Regions from separate parts of the Sus scrofa genome. Here region 2 is linked to region 1. A link is a contact called in public Hi-C data. All regions are on one chromosome and are shown on one strand. Each heading gives the region's core, a stretch centred on a gene start, on an enhancer-like site or on the middle of the called end of the contact. The rest is flanking DNA. Distances are from core to core; before and after follow the strand shown. Region 1 holds the start of MND1 (meiotic nuclear division protein 1 homolog). Region 2 overlaps TRIM2 (tripartite motif-containing protein 2).

Region 1 (5,770 bases), core at 461-2,960:
AAAAAGGATACCATACTAATCTAAATTTGGAAATTTCCCTTCCCCCAAATCAACAAGATCTCCTGTAATACTTAAGATTAAAGAAAATCCCCATAGTGTAAGTTAGAGATGTACTCAAATGAGTAAGTGAACTCGACTTGAGGCAATGAAAGAACCTTCTCCAATTAGGAGTTACAGCATTCCTCAAGTCAGTCCAATTGATCAACTGCAATAACATTGTGAAAAATTAAAAGTAGGTAATAACTGCTACCCTTGGAAGTGAGAGACCATATTGCATTTCTCCAATTCCAAAAATATGCCTGGACTCAATAACAACTGTTTATGCAGCAAGTGTAACCAAACTGAAACACGTATTAACAGAGAACAAAAATTATCTTTGATCAACAGAACACTAAACTTATTTCCTAATAATGCAGGAAAAATAGGAAGTGTGTATCTTATGAGAACTAGTTTGTTTCATGTTTCTCCATCACGAGGTAAACATCAGAAAAGTTAGTACATGAAACCATTTAGTAATTAGAAAGTGATTCAGGTGTAGAGACAGATTAAGTAAAAAGACAAAAACAGAAAAAGTTAATGCACGTGTACTGCAGAGCTCTCAGCAGTTAGTTCTATCAGGGCAGTAACTCTATAAAAAATATATCAGGGAGCACAGGTTCCTGATTGAAGTGGGGGCCTGTTTGGCTTCCTACACCAGTGTGTATGCCCAGGTGGCTGGGCTGTTAAGTTAAACCACAAAGAAGCCGTTATCAGTTATAACTACATCTGGACAAGTACCTACAAATAAACGCCATGCAAACTAGATCCCTGTCCACCATTAGCTTAATAAAATAACGGCCACTTAATTAAGATATTAAAAGCTCAGATTCATTTCATTAGAGGTTGACTCCACCAACAGAAGAGATGCGGGGGCGGGGGCGGGGCGAGCAAGGAAGGAATAGGATAAAACCTGGGAGGTTTATAAAAAATGATTTGATGAGCGGAAAGACATCAAATTCACAAAGGGAAAGACAATTTGGAATCTTCCCAGGACTTAACCTTCCATCCTTGCATGCAACAAAGACTCAGTGCTTCCCTAATAAAGCGACTAACTCCCAACCAACTAGCAGTCCCTTTGAAGCACAAAAGGACAGGGATTCCCGCCTTTCGGTAAAAACCAACGCATTTTCGCAGAAATATCTAAGTGGCACAGTGTGCAGATTCGTTAGGTCACCCTGGAGACTACGCGATTCTGAAATGTACTCTAGTGTTATAGCGTCTGCAACCACGCAACCGTCCGAGGTCAAGCGGGTCCCTGGGCAACTCTGCGCCCCCTCCTCCTGTGCTCGGTCGGGGGCGGGAGCCTAGGCGCTGTGCTCGGGCAGCGACTCGTGGTCTTGCTTATGCTGCTGGCTTTAGGAAATACTCGGGGCACGTTTTCCAACGCTCCGTATTGAACTAACCCGCCCGGGAGGGCGCTGGAGCACGAGGGCGGGGGTCCCAGCGCGGCGCCTCAGCCTCTCGGCTCGGGCCGCGGGGGTGGGAAAGCGAGGGACAGCCGAGGCGCCGACTTGGCGCGAAAGCCGGCACCGCTGCCCGCCCGGACGGCCGACGCAGGGCCGTCCGACGCGGCCAAGAGGCTCGGCGGCCCCGCCACGGGGGTAAAGGGTACCGGGGAGGGCGCCCCCAACTCTTACCATGGCGCGGACGGCACGTCTTCCGGGGGCGGGGCATGTGCGCCGCGAGGGGCGGGGCGGGCCCCGAGGTTTTGATTTTGGCGCCGACCCCGCCCCCGGGGCGGAGCTGCGGCGGGGAGGAGGTGAAGGAAGCCCAGAGAGCGCGCAGCGACCCCTGGCGGCCCCTCCAAGAGGCTGGCCGGGGCCTTCCTGGGGGCGGGGCCCGTTTGGCTCCGAAGGTCCGCGCGAAGGGGAATCGAGTTGCCGCGGAAAGAGGAAGATGCAGGCAAGCAGGGGAGATTCAGGCGAGTAAAGTCCCCTCTTCTCTCCCTCTTGGTGACTGTGACTTTTTTTTTTTTGGAGAGGAAAGCCCTCGCCTTTACGTCTTCGCTCAGCGGAAACGCGGCCTAAGTTTGCCTTTATTTAAAAACACGCAGTTTTGTTGCAGGGGAAGGAAATCCATCAGGATTTGCGTGGTTTGGAGCGGACTTTCTTCTAATTTCACGCCTTAACTTCTCGCTTTTTTTTCTACTGCTTTTCTAGCTTTTTAAAATCCCTTTGTTTGTATGTTTGACTTTTTTTTTTTTTTTATGAAGGAGACCGAATTTCAAATCAAAATGGTCGAAAATTTGCTACCGCATTACTTGACAAGAGATGACGATTCGGATCAAAAGCTCAGGACCCTCCTCCTCAAGATGCTAGAAAATTAACTCAGACTTTTCAATTATACTGAAAGTTATTGTACGATATAGATATATATTTTAAAGGACATTAAGTTTACTAGAAATAGAGTGGCATCTAAAACAAATTTATATCTGCTATTGTTTCTTACAGAAGTAAGGTAAGGGATATATTGAATTGCTTAGGGTTTCACTAATTTAATATTTCTTAGAGCTCGATATTCAGTTGTACAACATGAAATAATTTTAAAACTGTGAAAGTGTAGTCATTTGGCATTCTAATTCTAGTATTAGAAAATGTGTAATTAAGGCACCATACCCTAGATTTCTCACGTGTTGCTCAAGATACAGCCAAAGTAGGTATGTTAGTAAAAAATTGAAGGGATATTTAAGAAAAATATTAAGTAATTATGCACGTGCTATAGAGTTGTCAGAAATCATAAAGGTGGAGGTTCCTGTTGTGGCTTAGTAGGTTAAGAACCCAACATAGTGTCTGAGGAAGTGGGTTCAATCCCTGGCCTGGCGCAAAGGGTTAAGGATCCTTGTTGCCACAAGTTGTGGCATAGATCACAAATGCAGCTTGGATCTGGTGTTGCTGTGGTTGTGGCAAAGGCCTACAGCTGCAGCTCCAATTCAACCCCTAGCCTGGGAACTTCCGTATGCTGCAGGTGCAGCCACAAAAAGGAAAAAAAATAAAGGTGACATTTGTGGGAGGCCTCGCCTTTATCTGCTCCCAGGCTGCTTGTTCCATCAAGAATAGCCTTTCTTCCCCTGGGTGACTCCTACCCATCCTTTGAACAGCTCAGAGGTAGCACCTAGGAATCTTTTCCTCTCTGCCTCCTCACCCCACCCCACAAGCAGATAAGATCTCTGTACAGTTGCATCACAGCACCTCAGATCCATTTTGTAATTATTTACTTGAGCAGCTTCCTTATGATATCAACTTCTTTCTGTGGCAGCGACTAAGCACACCATTTATTTGGTATCACTAAGGCCTAGCATGCCTGACACATGATAAACATTCAGTAAATGTGGATTAAATAAATGTACCAGCTATCTAAAAACACCATCTTGTCATTGACTTAGGGATATCTAGACATGGTTTTCAAGTAAAAAAACGAAGGGTATTTTACTTTAAAAATATTTACATCGAGTAGTGCTTTCCTATTTACTATTTTCACCAATGGAATTCTGAAATTATCTGATAGACCGTTCAGATGTCTTCAGACACTCCAAGTTTTGCAATATTATGGGCAAGCAGATGTACTATGTAAAGTATGAAAGCAAATAAGTATTTGTAGCATCGTAATTCTGGATCATGTATCCACCGTCTAGCATTTGTTATGGTATCCAAATGGTCTTTATTGATTGATTGATTGAAGTATGGTTGATTTACAATGTTGTGTTTATTTGTGCTGTACAGCAAAGTGACGCAGTTATGCATACATATACATTCTTTTTTATTTTCTTTTCCATTATGGTTTGGTACAGGATATTGACTATAGTCCCCTGTGCTATACAGGGACCTTGTTGTTTATCTATATAATCGTTTGCATCTGATAATCCCAAACTCCCAATGCTTCTCTCCATTCCCCCCACAACAAGTCTGTGGTCTATGTCTGTGAGTCCATTTCAGTTTTGTAGATAGGTTCCTTTGTGTCATATTTTAGATTCCACATATAAGCAATAACATACATTGTTTGTCTTTCTCTAACATGCTCAACTTAGCATGATAATCTCCAGGTCCATCCAGGTAGCTGCAAATGGCATTTGTTTATTGAAAAAAATTCTTGTTTTGCAAAAACTTGAGGCACACATTAACTTCATTTTCAAAAAATTTAAATATCCGGGGAGTTCCCTTCATGGCTCAAGCGGTTAATGAACCCGACTAGGATGCATGAGGATGTGGGTTTGGTCCCTAGCCTCGATCAATGGGTTAAGGATCTGGCATTACTGTGAACTGTGGTGCAGGTCGCAGATGCGGCTTGGATCCCATGTTTCTGTGGTTATGATGTAGGCTGGCAACTGCAGTTCCAATTCAACCCCTAGCCTGGGAAACTCCATATGCTGCAGGAGCAGCCCTAAAAAGCAAAAAAAAAAAAAAAAAAAAAATTAAATATCTGCTGCCTACAAAGTATGTGAGGATGAACCAGCCAGGCCACACTGTTTAGCAGTTTATATTCCAGTCAGTGCTTCTGTTCCACCTGGGCAAGTGGCCCTTGCCCTAGACCTTGCTCCAGAGGCCATGTTGGCCCCACTCCAGCCACATCCCTCCCTGTGGCCGAGAGTCTGCAGGGGCAAAGGGGCATGCCCCTCTGTCCCCACAACCTTCCTTCTAGATGGGAAGCTGGGAACCCAGGATCCTCTGCCTATATCTTAATTTGAATTCTGAGAAAAACAGAGCCTGGGGCAAAGATGTGCCAGTATAGGCAGACCTCATTTTATTATGCTTCACTTTATTGTAGGCATTGTGTTTTTAACAAATTGAAAGTTTGCACAAGCTTTTGACCAGCAAGTCGATTGGTGCCATTTTCCAAACAGCATCTGCTCACTTTGTATTTCTCTGTTAGATTTTGGTGACTCTTGCAATAGTACACATTTTTAATGATAACTTTATGTGTTATGGTGATCTCTGATTGGTGATTTTTTTTTTTTTTTTTTTTGCAATTTTAGGGCCATACTCTCAGCCAATGGGAGGTTCCCAGACTAGGGGATGAATTGGAGCTACAGCTGCCAGCCTACACCACAGCCACAGAAATGCAGGATCTGAGCCGAGTCTGTGACCTATGCCACAGCTCATGGCAACTCTGGATCTTTAACCCACTGAGCTAGGCCAGGGATCGAACCCACGTCCTCATGGATGCTACTCAGGTTCGTTAACTGCTGAGCCACAAAGGGAACTCCTTGATGTGACCATTGTAATTGCTGTGGAGTACCACAGGCCACACCCATACAACACAGAGAACTTAACTGATAAATGTTGTGTGTGTGTTAACTGCTAACACAACATCCATTCTGCAGCTTATGGATCAAGGAGTAATTTTGACTTTTAAGTCTTAAGAAATACATCTTGTGGCTTAAAGACTAAACATAAGACATGACACCATAAAACTCTAAGAGGAGATCACAGGCAAAACATTCTCTGACATAAATCGTACCAATATTTTTTCAGGTCAGTCTCCCAAGGCAATAGAAATAAAAACACAATTAAAAAGTGGGACCTAATCAAACTTACAAAGGAAAGCAAAGGAAACCATTAACAAAATGAAAGAATCTGATGGATATCCACGAGGATGCAGGTTTGATCCCTGGCCTCGCTCAGTGGGTTAAGGATCTGGCGTTGCCGTGAATTGTGGTGTAGGCCATCAGCCAAGCTCCAGTTCGACGCCTAGCCTTTGAACCTCCATATGCTGCGTGTGCAGCCCTAAAAAAATA
Region 2 (6,253 bases), core at 575-3,074, 120 kb after region 1:
GGCCTAAAAAACAAAATAATAATAAAAAAAATCAGCATCCCTGAAGGCCTGTGGTGACAGCTCTAAAACCCTAGTCCTGATCCTAATGAGAGATACAGCAAGACTTTGCACCTCTCTTGATATTTTGGTTTAAATCATTGATTCTATTAAAAAGACATCCCTCCAAGAGCAGACATTCTGAAACCTGAAAAATATATCCAATAAGGAGAGGGTGATTTAAAGGGCTAATCAACTCCCAGAACTCCAATCGCCTCCAGCATATCTGTACAAATTGCTCTGGTTCCAGAAGTGTGTGTGTGGGTTCATTTGACTACAGTTAAGGCGGAAATGAATCAGCACCCCAGCTTCTATTTGAGACCTTCTACACCATCATAAATTAATAAAGATGCTGACAGATACAGTGTTTGACTCAAGGACACACCCAAATCTTCCTGGCCAGCCCTTCTGCCTAAATAAATTTCATCTAGCCATCCAGTATGTTATGAAAAAGAAGAATATACTATAAATTTGAGGAAGAGGATATTTGGGTCAAGGCTTAAGAAAAGAATCAAAGGCAGGATATGCAAAAATAATAGTTTTACATAGGAAGGAATCAGAATGTAAGACAAAATATTTGCCAACAACAGCTCACTTTCTGAGGTTGCATTTCCACTAAAATCTTTAGTATTTTTTCTTTTTTACCTGTGTCATATGGAAGTTCCCAGGCTAGAGGTCAAACCAGAGCTGCAGCTGAGGACAAGCCACAGCCACAGCAACATCGGATCCAAGTCGCATCTGTGACCTACACAGCATCTTGCGGCAGTGCTGGATTCTTAACCCACTGAGCGAGGCCAGGGATCAAATCCACATTCCCACGGACACTATGTTGGGTTCTTCACCCGCTAAACCACATTGGGAACTCTTCCGCTACTTTTAAAAATACATAAAACCTGGAGTTCCCATCGTGGCTCTGTGGTTAACGAACCCGACTAGCATCCGTGAGGACGAGGGTTCGATTCCTGGCCTCGCTCAGTGGGTTAAGGATCCAGTGTTGCCTTGAGCTGTGGTGTAGGCCGGCAGCTGTAGCTCTGACTCAACCCCTAGCCTGGGAACCTCCATATGCTGCAAGTGCAGCCCTAAAAAGACAACAAAACAAAACAAAACAAACAAAAACCCAGAAAAGCTGAATAGCTAGTAAATAGTCAGTTCTGCATCACTAGATTTACTCCCCTTCATTTCTCCTCTAGCTGCTTATCTCAAAGCTTGATTTACCCATTTCTCCTAACTCTAAGCACAGACACTGAGCATGTCAAAGAAATAAACTAAACTCACAGATAACTTGCAGGGACTTTTTCAGACCTGCTAACTGGCAGGTCAGCCTTAAGGTCTGATATATAAGGGTGTAAGAAATAATGCCGGTGTACCCACTGTGGCCCATCGGGTTAAGAATCCCACATAGTGTCCGTGAGGATTCGGGTTCAATCCCTGGCCTCACTCGGTGGATTAAGGATCTGCCATTGCTGTGGCTGTGGTGTAGGCCTGAGGCTGCAGCTCTAATTTGACCCCTAGCCCAGGAACTTCCATATGCCACAAGAGAAGGCATTAAAACCAAAACCAAAACCAAAACCAAATAACAACAACAAAATAATGCGGGTGACAGAGTATGACAGTCCCTCAGCCTTGACTCAAGGTTTTTAAGATGAAAGTCTCAGAGAGGCCTCACAAACAGATATCCTGAAAAGTATTTTCTCATGCAACCCTAAAGGTCAACCATTATCTGCATCATTAGCAGCAGCATTGGAAGCATCTTGCCAGCACCAGCCAGCATGAACTTTTAGAACCTAAATCAAGCTGAGATTGTCTTTGGGGAATTTATAGTCCAAGATAGCTTTGCTATAAACCAAGCAATGTCATTTTTCATGGAGTAATGAGAGAAGAAGAAAGTTCTGATGATGTTATCTTTCCAGACTTTAGGATTTCAGGCTGACACTCTGAAAGGTTCCTTGAGCACTGCTGTATTACCAGATTGGGTGTTCTCTGCCTAACAGGCCAAATTCTCAACAAGCAGTAGCTGGAGAGGTGGTGAGTTACAGCCACGCAGAAAAGGTCAAATAAACAAGTCACTCCTGAGCCCCAAGGTAAATATCTAGCTTCTTTCTAGAGTAAGCAGTGGACAGAAATTCCAAGGACAGAATTCAACCCAAGGGCAGACCAAAGAACAGATCAGTGTGTCCGCAGTTAATGCTCAGGGAGACTCCCTAACCCATTTACATTAGATTAGAAGTTCTTTCCATGTGTGTTTCCATATGAAGCAAAAATAACAAGCTGACCAGACAATCAGGAAACCATGCATGTCAACAGGAAAATGATGCAAGAAAAATAATCCCAGATGTAGGCGCCATCTTTACTTTTGAAAGATACGAAGGCATTTCCAATGGAGGATTGAATAGATGAAAGAGTTTTCCAGGAAAATAAAGGTGGGATTTGGGAAAATGTTCTGAGAATACTGATAAAGGGACACTGTGATCTAAACAAGCTTGACACTGAAAAGTAATGATATCCTAGATTCTATGATGCAAAATAGAGTCATGGTATGTACCTCACAGGGGACAGTATAGAAAATGATAGAAAAAAAAGGGAGCGTCCTAGGAAAAGAATGTGTAAACATGCGGGTGAGAGAGCAGATCTGGTGCCATCCATCCTGTGTGCCAGCCCGAATATGACGGAATTATCTCACCAGAAAAACAGTTTATTAGTGTGGGTGGCCACCCCCAACTCAATCAAATCCCTGTTTACTCTAAAGGAGGAGACAGGTGGAGGTTTTGTTTGTTTTTTAAATTGATCTTTAATTGCTAGATGGACCTAGATTTGAAGAGGAAGGAAACAATGGAACCTGCGTCATAAAGAATTTAATCAAATACTTTGCATCTTTGGTTAAGGTTGAGGTAGCCAGAGGATTGTGAGTCATTCCTGCTCTTTTGTTTCTTTCAGCCACAAGGCAGGTACTAGGGCTGCCAGGGGTGAAATCACGTGGCAGTCTGAGACTAGAGGTCAGGACAGCGGAGCTAGAAACAAGCAAGGTAACTTTGCCACCTCTCTAGTCATGGAACCCGGAAATACAAGGAGCCCCGCAAGAAGTCCGTAACTGCGTTCTACAATGATTGATGGGAAAGTTAACTCTCCAGTTTAAGAACAAAATGGGCTAAAAACTGTTTCCGGGGGGGGGGAAGGGCATCGACATACCTACTCCCACAGGAACAACAACCCCTCCCACCCTGGGTTCGCTACCTCTTTGCATATCTGGAACTCCAGGTGCTTTAACAGTAACCACTTACCAAACAGCCGAATCTAACGCTGTCTTTGCTCATAAAGTAAGGTTGGTATATTCGAGCGGGAGGGAAGGGGTGAAGAATGAACCCGAGGCTTGTGGGGATTGAATTACTGGTGGGAACCAGTTTAGGGTTCAAAGAATGCTTGGGATCTGACAGGCATTTCATGCGACAAACCCTCCTGCCCACTCCTGGCCTCCTACCTAATTTGTGCACATGCAGTTTTCAATACGGGGCATGTATTTTCAGGATTTATTAATCAAAAAAACAAAACACACAAACCCTGAAAACCCTCAAACATCAACATCTCCCTCCTCTAAGAAGCCAGACGGTAGTATGAACTCGGGCAGAGGGTCAGCGTGAAGGCTAATTAGGAAGGCAATTGATTTCAGTAGTAGGGAAACGACCAAAATGTAAAGAGAGAAGGAAACCCATCTTCTGAACAAGGATTAAATCTACCGCTTTAAGGTTACAGAGCATCTTTTTCTTTCTTTCTTTTTTCCCTCAGTGCAAAATGACGTGAAAAGCTTTACTTCCGAAGCTCGGGGCACAGCTTTCGAGACTGGCGGAGGGTCCCCGCCCCCGGAGACCCAGGCAGGCGCGGGCCTGGCAGCAGGTCCCCGCCCCCCCCAACCCCCGGTCCCCCGCCAGGACCCGGAAGCGGAGTCTCCCGCGGCTCCGCACACCTAGGTCCACGCGGACCTTGCCCGGAGCAGAGACTCCAGATGGCCGGGTTGGGCCCGGGCCGCAGCCGAGAGAGGACCCACTTACTGCGCGACGGCGTCAGAAGAGGCGCGCACGGCCCGCGGGGACTGAAGCCGGGCTCTAGGCTGAAGCCGCCAAAGCGGACGAACCGAGGGCCAGCCGCCTCCCGGCTGGATCCCGAAGGGCCTCAACTCCGTGTCCTCGGTTCCAGAAGGCGATCGGATCGGTCACTTCCATCCCGTGCTCAGGCCCGGGGCGGACACATCTGTTTTCCATCCGCCGCGGGGCCGCGGCAAATCCTGGATTACGCGCTGCGCGGCGCCCGCCCGCGTTCCCGGCCCTGGCGCGGCGGCTAATCCCCGCACAAAGGACGCGCTAACCGCACGCACCCGGGGCCCGGGGCCGGCGGATCTCCCTGCTCCCTACTTCGGGCTGGAGCGGCCGGTCCCCGGAGAAGGACCAATCGCAGCCCCAGGGGCAGAAAAAGGGGGGCGCGGTCCTCCCAACTCTTCTCCAACACGCATCAGTCCCCCCCCACCTCCGCCGCCGCCCCCACCCCTGTAAATACGCGGCAAAGTCTGTCCTTTCGGGGGAGTGACTTCAGTGGGACGAGGCTGGGAGCGCTGCAAAGGGCCAGCCTCGGGACAGAAGAGCTCATTAGTGAAAACAATCACAACTCTTGAAAGTGAGAGAGGAAAAAAAAAAAACCTCTGCGTTTACTTTAAGTAAATTCTGACAATGAGCCAACGAGGACACAATCAGCTATGAAATCACGGAGAAATTACTGCCTCTCAAGGTCTTATATTTTATTCGGTAAAATAGATTGGGGTAGGGTGTTCCCTCCCCCTTCCCTTTCCCTTCCTTCCTCCTGGAAACTTTTGAGTGCCTCCTTTGTGCCAGGCACTGGACTGAGAAAAGAAAGTTGGGAAAAAAGAACCTGAAGTCTCTACGCTTAAGTGCCTTAGTGGGAGGCGGGGGCGGGCGGGACAAAGAGGGTGGAAACCGACAATTTCAGTGTGTGATGAAATTGCTGTGATAGAATCTATGCCCAGAGGGTTAGTGGAACTCAGAGGCAGGTTCTGAATCATGCTGGATATCCAGGAAGGCTTCCTAGAGGAGGCTGCGTTGGAGTTTTGAAGACAAAGCAGGCATCATGTAGAATGAAGAGAGGCAGGAGGAAGAGCTGAACTTCTGCAGGGCTGCCCAAAGCAGGGAGAGGTGCAAAGGTGAGAAGAGGGGGCTGTCCAGGGTGGCAAGGACTCAGACCAGAGAGATCTTATCTGCTAAACTTGGCAATGTGACCTCTGCTTGGAAGCTATGAGGCCCCTCTGAAGAATTTTAAAGCAGATAGGTGGCTTGATTAGGTTTGGATTTCAGAATGATGGCCTGTGGAAGGGAGGGAGTGGAGGGCTGGGATGGGCAGGAAAGGCCCCAGAGATGAGAGGTGGAAGCTTTAGGATTAGAGGCCCACCTAACCGGGGGGCTGGGGGGGGGGGCAGAGTCTCACGCTGTCACTCAGGTTTCTGACACATGCAACCAGGGAGACGGAGGGTGCCTGTTCACCAAGACAGACAGATGGAGGAGCAAGTGGCACCAGAGAAATAAGGAGTGGAGTTTGGACGAGTTTCTGGTTTCTGGGAAGATATCCCGATGCAAATGTGTCCCCAGGCAAGCCCACCCTTTGGATCCATAAGGTATTTGGGGTGTTACAGGCAAAAGTATAAAGTAGGCAGTTGTCCAATTATAAGAGGAAGATAAATACAGGCATAAAGAAAATTCACAACATTTGCTAAGGCTGCCATTAACGATGTACCGCAAACTGAGTAGCCTAAACAAGAGCCACTGATTGTCTCACAGTTCTAGAAGCTAGATCCAAGATCAGGGTGTCAACAGGGCTGTGCTCCCCCTGAGCGTACTATGGAAGGATCTGTTCCAAGACTCTCTCTTAGCTTCTGGGAGTTTCTTGGCTTGTGGCAGTGTAACTTCAATCCACATGGCCTTCTCCTTATGTGAGCATCTGTGTCCAAACGTCCCTTTTCTATTTTTTTTTGGCCTCACCCTTGAAAGTTCCAGGCCAGGGATCGAACCCTCACCACAGCAGCAACCTGAGCTGCCGCAGTTGACAATGCCAGATCCTCAACCCACTGTGCCACAAGGGGACTCCCAAAAGTCCCCTTTCTTTTCTTTTTTTTTTTTTGTCTTTTTTGCCTTTTCTAGGGCCGCTCCTGTAGCATATGGAG

The links. Hi-C and Micro-C count contacts between places; a contact is called where the count stands out from the background.
Region 2: a Hi-C map of embryonic fibroblasts shows a contact between it and region 1, with 2.5 times the contacts expected there. The contact joins the enhancer-like site here to the promoter of MND1 in region 1. A contact is called at or near these places in 1 of 5 promoter capture datasets (fetal skeletal muscle) and 5 of 47 Hi-C or Micro-C datasets (alveolar macrophages, embryonic fibroblasts, fetal heart ventricle and 1 more).

Annotation. Positions count from the first base shown.
Region 1 is chr8:75,754,060-75,759,829 of Sscrofa11.1, forward strand. It overlaps MND1 (meiotic nuclear division protein 1 homolog), which reads right to left and starts at 1,711. Exons shown (of 9, transcript XM_005653581.3): 1 at 1,677-1,711. The coding sequence starts at 1,679.
Region 2 is chr8:75,869,922-75,876,174 of Sscrofa11.1, forward strand. All of the region lies in intron 1 of TRIM2 (tripartite motif-containing protein 2), which reads right to left. Among named protein-coding and RNA genes, the nearest start is that of TRIM2, 67 kb to the right of the region's middle. Within about 2 kb of position 1,825, at least 21 of the 83 cell types and tissues checked have an H3K27ac peak or open chromatin away from gene starts, as enhancers often do.